Regions from separate parts of the Gossypium hirsutum genome. Here region 1 is linked to region 2. A link is a contact called in public Hi-C data. All regions are on one chromosome and are shown on one strand. Each heading gives the region's core, a stretch centred on a gene start, on an enhancer-like site or on the middle of the called end of the contact. The rest is flanking DNA. Distances are from core to core; before and after follow the strand shown.

Region 1 (3,627 bases), core at 186-2,685, 45 kb before region 2:
GAAGAGAATACAAGTTAAGCTACATCACAAAAAAAAACACACACACACAACTGAGTAGGTCAGTGTTACTATTGTTTTTGGATCATTTGAATAATTACTATAAATCTTCACTGATTTGCAATATATGGTGTTGGAGGAGGTATATGCCATGACTATTAGCATAATTATGTTTTTGTATAGTCTTAACCCACCTAAAATAGGTAGCCAAAATTGTAAAAAAAAAACCTGAAATATGGAAAGAACAGTAACAGGGTCGGTCGCTGATATAAGAGCACCAAACATTAGGCATTCAACAAAAGGGAGTTTGTACATGAGGTACATAAGACCACCAAGATACCTGTAACATGAGAATTAAAAAGTGGTGAGAAAAAGAGATCTCTTGCAGCACAAAAAGACAGATATTTCTGTACTAAAGAAATACTCACACTAAAACTCCAGTAACAACTGAAGCTATAAAAGTTCCAAAAATAGCAAATGTGACAATGGCTCCAAAGTTAGAGAAGAAGGGTTTCTGCTCAAAGGAGAGAAAAGGGGATGAGAATTACAGGAAAAAAAACAATATGCAAAAAACACTAAGTAATAGAAAGAGAGTTACTACTACTTACAGGTGATAGGCTAAACCCTGACTGAGTGCCGGAAAGGGTAAGTTAAGGAAAATAATTAGCTACAAAACCCAACTTGAGAGATAAGAGAATGTGCAGACAGAAATGTTAATATCAGGTAGGTAGGAAACAAATCTTCAATTATCTAAGAAATGCAAGGATATAAGATGATTGGAGGTAGCAGAAACAGGAAGAAGAACTCCTCGTGGAAATTGAACCACGCCCTGCCCAGGTTATTAACACCAAATGAAATCAGGGTTTCTCAATTTTATCACAGAAGATTGAAATTGAAAACTGAGAAGAAATACTAATCATAACAAGAAGAAGAAAAAAAAAGAAATGGAAAACCTGATGCTTCTTTCAGTGTCGGAGATGTTAGCAAGTCCACCAACAATCAAACCTGAAAAGAAACGCTATTATCTCGCTGACTAAGGAATCGAAAGACGATATACAAAGACAATCAGGAAGAAGTAGACTAACCAATAAGCAAAGAAGCGCTGGCCTCGGGAAGGTAGTAGAATTTGTGGCGGCGAAGAACATGGCCAACGACGAAAGAAAGAACAAGCATCATAATCTGAAGAAGAATCCCCACTCCGGCAGCCTGCTGCTCTTGCCCCGGGCTCCCTTTCTCCGCCGTTGAATTATCCATCCTCTCAATTTTGATAAACGAAGACGCTTCACGGGGATCAACGATCAAGGAACGCCTCCGACGACGGCCTCGAGGACGGCAATTTTCTTTTCCGATGTTACCTTTTTCGACGTCTTTTTCCTTAAATTTTTATTTGCCTTTTTTAACCCTAGTTGACAATAAATTTATTAAGACCAAATGTGATAGTCGAGGTTTTTTTTTATTTTAAATATATATTAAATAAACCATTGGATAAATTATGCTACAGGTCACTTAATTATGCTTAACTTTCTTTTTAATCACTTATCTAACAAATTAGGTAAAAACACCTCCCCGGCCCCTTTCAATTTTAATATTGAGCAATTGAGTCCCTCTCAAAAAAATCGGACCATCCTATCAATTTCGAAAGTGAGCAGTTAAGGAAATTTTATTACAACATTAATTGTATTCCATCAATTATATGCAATTTTGATTGGTATAATACTAAATTTTATTGTGTAAATGTTGCGGGATCAAATTGTTACGACTAAATTGATATAATGTGTAAATTTTGTGGGTTAAATTTGTTAAATTAAAACCAAGTTGACAGAATATGTAAATTTTGAGGGTTAAAATTATTATTAGACCAATTAAAAATATGTACAATTGAGGAAAAAAATTAACATTGTTATTAATAGTCCGTAGTTGCTCATAATCAAAATTGATAGAGATTAAATTGCTTTAATTTTTTGAGGGACCAATTTGTTTAATATTAAAATTAAGAGGGACAAGAAAGGCCTTCACTGAAAAATTACAAAATAGTGCCCAACCAGAGACGACGTAGTTCTAAATTTGGTATAATACCAAATTCAGCCCTAATATTTACATATTATTTCAATTTGCTCCTAATTCTTAAAAAATTTGTTAAATTCTCCCTTCTTCTTTTTTTCCCTTTCACTGCTATTCTTTTTTATATTTCTTCTTTCCTCCCTATCATTTTCTCTCTCTTTTTTTTCTTTTTTCTTTTTCTTTTTTCTTGCTCACCCAAACTTAATAATTGTCATCTTCACCTTCAACTTCACCTTCACCTTTACCTTTACCTCCACTGTGTTGATGTCTTCTTCGATGATCAATGGCGCCACTAATTTGAACTTTTTCCTTAAAAGGAAATCGATAAGATAAGATTAGATTCTTAATAGTTGATGCTTTTCATCAGAGGCATATTCGAAAAATTTGGACTGTGGGATCAATTTTTTTAAAATTAAAACGTTTATAAAAACTATATAAATTAATACATAATATTAATTCTTGATAAACCGATGTATGTGATTAAATATAAGACTATTACAAAGCTATTAAAACAATCACTAAAAGAAGAAAAAAAATTTTAACTATGGCATTATAAGTTTTGATCATATCTAATCTTTTTGGCACAATACTTAGAATAATTATTCATATCATCTCCCCAACCCATAAATAAGAGGATAATGCGTTTTAGCGCACTCAAACTCGCGTCCTCCTACATTGACAATAATGCCCATATCAATCGAGTTAAACGAAAATAAAATGATTAAGTATTTTTAAGGGTTTAGTGAGAGAAGAGTCATTTATTTTTAAATAAAATGATTATTTTTTCAAAAAATGACACTGCTTTTTGTTATAATAGTGGTTTTTATTTTATATATTTATTATTGGATTGATTTTTTTTCTTGATGAAGTTGTAAATATTAGTTGGATTTTAGGGGAATAAGTGATAAAAAATTGGTTTAATTTTAAGTTAATTTTTTAGAATAATGATTAATTTGATAAAATGTATAAATATTAAGGATTAAATTTATTATTGTGTTAATTTTAGATTTATCATGTTAGACTTTTCATCACAAAGTTAATCGCGGTTAAATAAAATTGGACAAAAAAAAAGATAATAAATGATAATTTTATAATTTTTCATAAATGAGTGATGAAAAATAAATTTAAATATATTTAAGTGACCTACAATGTAATTTATCCAAAATTATTTTTAAAAAATAGATCAAATTCCAATTTATTTACAACAAAATAGTTCAAACAAAGAGAGACATAAACTCAGGAAAGGGGAGAGAAAACGTGATCAAATTCACTAAAGTATTAGTATGTTTGCATTTTAGTCCCTTAATTTTAAAAAGTTACGAAATGGTCACTAAATTATTCGAAAGTTTTAATTTAGTTTACCAAACTGTTAAAATTGTTATTGTATGGGTTTTTCTATTCGAATTTACTACATCAATCAAAAGCCTTTATTCCTTTCTTTCTGTAGTTAAGCTTTCTCTCTCCAAAATAGTTTTGAACAGCACGAATTTTCGTACCAAAACACAAACAACTTTCTTCTCCAATCTTCAACACTAACAATCAAATTGACTTGGGTCTAAAATATGTTAT
Region 2 (4,225 bases), core at 1,367-3,866:
CAATCCAACTCTAAGCATAGGGGCCTCTATGGGACTTTCACCTCCATTTTAATAAAGTTCCGCAGTTATCTGGAAACTAGCCAGCCTGTTGAATGTTCCGTCTCTGCTTCTTTTCTATTGCCTGTCAGTGATATTATCTCAATGTTTGCAGCGGGCATCGTATTGGCACAGCTGAGGTGGAATCTGCTCTAGTTTCTCATCCTCAGTGTGCAGAAGCTGCTGTGGTTGGTGTTGAGCACCAGGTATGCTAAGGTCTTGATGCATTTATTTTAAAATTATATATCAAGTAGCCAAGAGACATGCTTGTGGTTCATAATCCTAAGCTTTCATTTTCCGTTTCCCTTAGGTTAAAGGGCAGGGCATATACGCCTTTGTAACTCCAGTGGAAGGCATTTCTTACAGTGAAGAACTCAGAAAGAGCCTTATACTCACCGTGCGAACTCAGGTTTGAATTATTCCTATGGGTTGCTGCATAAGGACAAATTTAACCTAACGCACCTTACTCGATGAAATTGTTGGTACTAGCATAATCTTGGTCTGCTGACAAACTAGCAAAAAAGTAAAAGAAGAAAAACGTTGTTGCTTGCTTATGCTTAGGAACTCTCATATTTAACCTACATGATATGTAGAATATAAATATGAAACATGTAATAGATTAGTGCTTGTTTCTTTTAAGAGATGATCTACACCGTCACCATAGACATATTAGTTGGTGAATGTATCTGAGAAGTCCCTCTATTATATGGACCTGATCAAATTAGTCCCTCTACTATTAAATAAATCAATTTAGTCACTGTACTATTGAAAAGAATCGCATAAGATCGAATTGAAATAGAGTAAACATTTATTGTTTAAAAAATATCATTTCCTGTTTAACAGAGTTAATATTTTGAAAGTTTTTATAGTTCTGTAAATGAAATCTAGAATTGAACTACAATTGAAAAAAATAAATTTCAAAATAATTTTTATATATTAAATGTTAACTTTGTTACAATTTGGACTTATTTAATTCTTTTTAATAGTATAAAGATTAAATTGATCTAGTCCCTATAATACAGCAACCTCCCAAGTACTTTAAACCCATATTAGTTCCTAGTCAGCCTTGCACTTTTTGAAGTGTGGTCCTTGAAAAGAAGACGTGGAATTTAGATGTTTGCTATGGTCTCTAATAGTTTTCAAAATTTGTTGCTTTGACCATTACCATTCAGTTGAATAAAAAATTTAAACTGTAGCCGTAGCTACCGGTGTCCTTACATCCCGATTAGTTAAACATTGGTTAGTTAAAGGTGCATGTGGGTGGCTTGCAGATAGGAGCATTCGCGGCACCTGACAAAATACATTGGGCACCTGCCCTCCCAAAAACAAGGAGTGGGAAGATAATGCGGAGGATTCTGAGGAAAATCGCGGCCAGACAGTTGGATGAACTCGGAGACACAAGCACACTGGCCGATCCAGGTGTAGTAGACCAGCTTATTAAACTTGCTGATACCTGAAACTGAAACAGAAAAACACACTAAAGTACCTAGTCAAAGAACCAACTCAATTGCACACTTGTTGCTGGATATCATTCCCATTTCGACAGTGAGTTCAGTATCTTTCTGGCTCTTTATTTTTATCTTGATGGCTTATATAGCTTCATCTAGTTTGATTTTTAAGTACTTAATTTGTCTCTTTTTTTTACCCATCTTTGGAGGTTGCTTCATCCATATTGATATTTTTATTTTCTAAACCCCCCCCTTCCCGGCCCCGGCCAACCTAATCTTTGTATGTATGTAAACTAATGTACATTTGTACTCTTTCAAAAATAATATAGTGATATGATAATAATAAATTAATAAATGAGGCTGAAATTTCCTGCCCTTTTCAGCTATTCGTCCCTATGGAGTATGGCCTGTATGCAATTGGCTTTGTGAACAGTTGCGGATCATTAATATTACATCTTAATTCATGAAGGGATCAACAAGCTTTTCATGTTTTTGTCATAAATGTAACTGACATGACGAATCTACCAGACAATCTTAATATAAAATCTTCTATTCTAGTTGCCAAAAATGCCTTCATCTTAGCTTTAGCAACAATTAAAGATTTAAGGTACCCACAAAAGTAGGAGAAATTTACTATGGGTAAGTGTTAATTTGATGATTTTTAATTTTTACATTTCAGTTTTAATCAAATGATAATAATTGAATTTATTAAGTTTAATTATTTTCTAAAAACAACAAATATATTATTATGTATAATGTTATGTCAACTTGTTATTTTCATATATTACTCCCAAAAAAGCTAGTCAATAGATTTAACTAGTCATATGCGTAAAGACAAATTTTAAAATTCGAAAAGTATCCAACATTAAAAATGATTTGATTGAATATGATTCCTTCAAATTCTACTGGGTATAAAGAGGAGCATTTATTTCATTTTATCCCCACCTTTGAGGAAGCAACTGTAATTGACGTGGCGGTAAAAGAAGGCGTACTGGATGCAACAAATCACACAGCAGTTATATTCAAAAAGAACACCCAACCGAAACCTTTAGGCGAAGAGGTTGGAGGCAATCCAAATATTTTCGAAAATCGTCTAAATATGAAGAACAATGGGGGGAGTGGAGTTAAAGCGCCTGGCCAGAAAGGAGGGTGGAAAATAAATAAAACCTTAAAGGGTCCAGGTAATAAATTCAAGACTTCTGAAAACTTGCGAGTTTCTTGCGCTGAATCTATGAAGATGGCAGTGGATCTTCTTACGTGAATTGGATGGATATGTCGATAATGATTTGTCGCTGGAAGAAGGAGAGCGGCTAGATAATTCTATCCATGATCGACGGTAAGATAAGTTTCTCCTTTCCTTCTTTTTTAATTTTTATTATGAATTTTTCTATTCTATCTTGGAATGTGCAAGGTACACAAATGTTAATTTTTCGAGAGTATTTTGAGAGCATGACAACCATTATAAGCTGGATATAGTCAATCTTCTTGAGCCTATGGTTAGTGGGTCTAAAGTCGATACTATTATTGCTAAGTTGGGTCTGGAGAAATCACATCGAGTGGAAGCGATTGGCTTCTCTGGTGGTATTTGGTTAGGCTGGAAAAATCTATTGATGTTGAGGTGTTGGGTAATCATCCTCAATTCATTCTGGTTCGCATTTACTCCATTCTCCACTCTCAACCGATTTTTATTGCCTTTGTGTATGGCAGTCTTGATAAGCAGAAAAGGAAAGTTTTGTGGAGGGATCTGAGCCTTTCTATTCCGGTGAGGCAATGGCCATGGTTGGCCATTGGCGATTTTAATGCCATTCTCTCTTCGGAAGATAAAAAAGATGGATATGTGAGAGGTCGAAAATACCCGTTTTTTGGTGAATTTAAGGATAAGGCTCAACTACATGATCTGGGATTTCAAGGTCCTTTTACTTGGCATTGCGGTAATATTTTTGAGAGACTTGATCAGGCTTTGGGTAATGAAGCTTGGATGAAGTCCTTTCCAAATTGCTTGGTAACTCGCCTCCCAAGAATTAAATCGGATCATAGGCTGCTTTTACTTAATTTACAGTCGATCTCTAATTTTTCTAAACATCGTCCCTTTCCATTTTTAGCTAGATGGTTGAAGCACCCGATTTTTCAGAATGTGTAAGGGACAATTGGAGATTTGATGGAGACATGACTAGAATGTTAGCTGATTTCATCGATAAGCTCAGGAATTGGAATAAGTGCGTTTATGGTCACATTAATCATCGTAAAAGGCGGCTAATCCACAAGCTCTCCAACATACAATGGGTCATGGACTCTAGCTCAACAGGAATTGGAGGTTCAGGAGGAGATTAATAATATCTTGCATCATGAGGAGGTGCTTTGGAAACAAAAATCGAGATGTGAGTAGTTAAAGTTAGGGGATCGCAACACCAAGTATTTCCACAGACGTACAATACAAAGAAGAAATTTCAATAGAATAGCTGCTTTGTATAACTCAATGGGGAGTGGGTTTTTGAATCCGAGGCCCTTAAAACTGGAGCGGTTAATTTCTTTCAAAGCCTCTATGGAGAGGTTCCATGTCCGTTGGGAAATATGCCTCCAAGAACTTTTTTGAGACTTGATCACGAAGATATCGTCTTTCTTGGGAGATCTGTCATAAATGAAGAAATAAAGACTGCCCTGTTCAATATGGCTCTACTGAAAGCATCTGGCAGTGATGGTTTCCACGCTTTGTTCTTTTAGAATCAGTGGGATAATTTAAG

The links. A called contact is a pair of places that touch in the nucleus more often than the background predicts.
Region 1: a contact with region 2 is called in a Hi-C map of anther, with 3 times the contacts expected there. The contact joins the promoter of LOC121218631 here to the enhancer-like site in region 2. A contact is called at or near these places in 8 of 34 Hi-C or Micro-C datasets (anther, callus, hypocotyl and 2 more).

The regions. Positions count from the first base shown.
Region 1 is chrD06:63,310,169-63,313,795 of Gossypium_hirsutum_v2.1, reverse strand. It overlaps LOC121218631 (sodium/hydrogen exchanger 6), which reads right to left and starts at 1,435. Exons shown (of 22, transcript XM_041096152.1): 1 at 1,083-1,435; 2 at 951-1,002; 3 at 767-826; 4 at 606-630; 5 at 426-511; 6 at 226-337. The coding sequence starts at 1,251.
Region 2 is chrD06:63,266,117-63,270,341 of Gossypium_hirsutum_v2.1, reverse strand. LOC121218630 (acetyl-coenzyme A synthetase, chloroplastic/glyoxysomal) reads left to right here. Exons shown (of 18, transcript XM_041096148.1): 16 at 152-242; 17 at 347-445; 18 at 1,308-1,866. The coding sequence ends at 1,493. Among protein-coding and RNA genes, the nearest start is that of LOC121218630, 7.0 kb to the left of the region's middle. Within about 2 kb of position 2,616, at least 6 of the 9 cell types and tissues checked have an H3K27ac peak or open chromatin away from gene starts, as enhancers often do.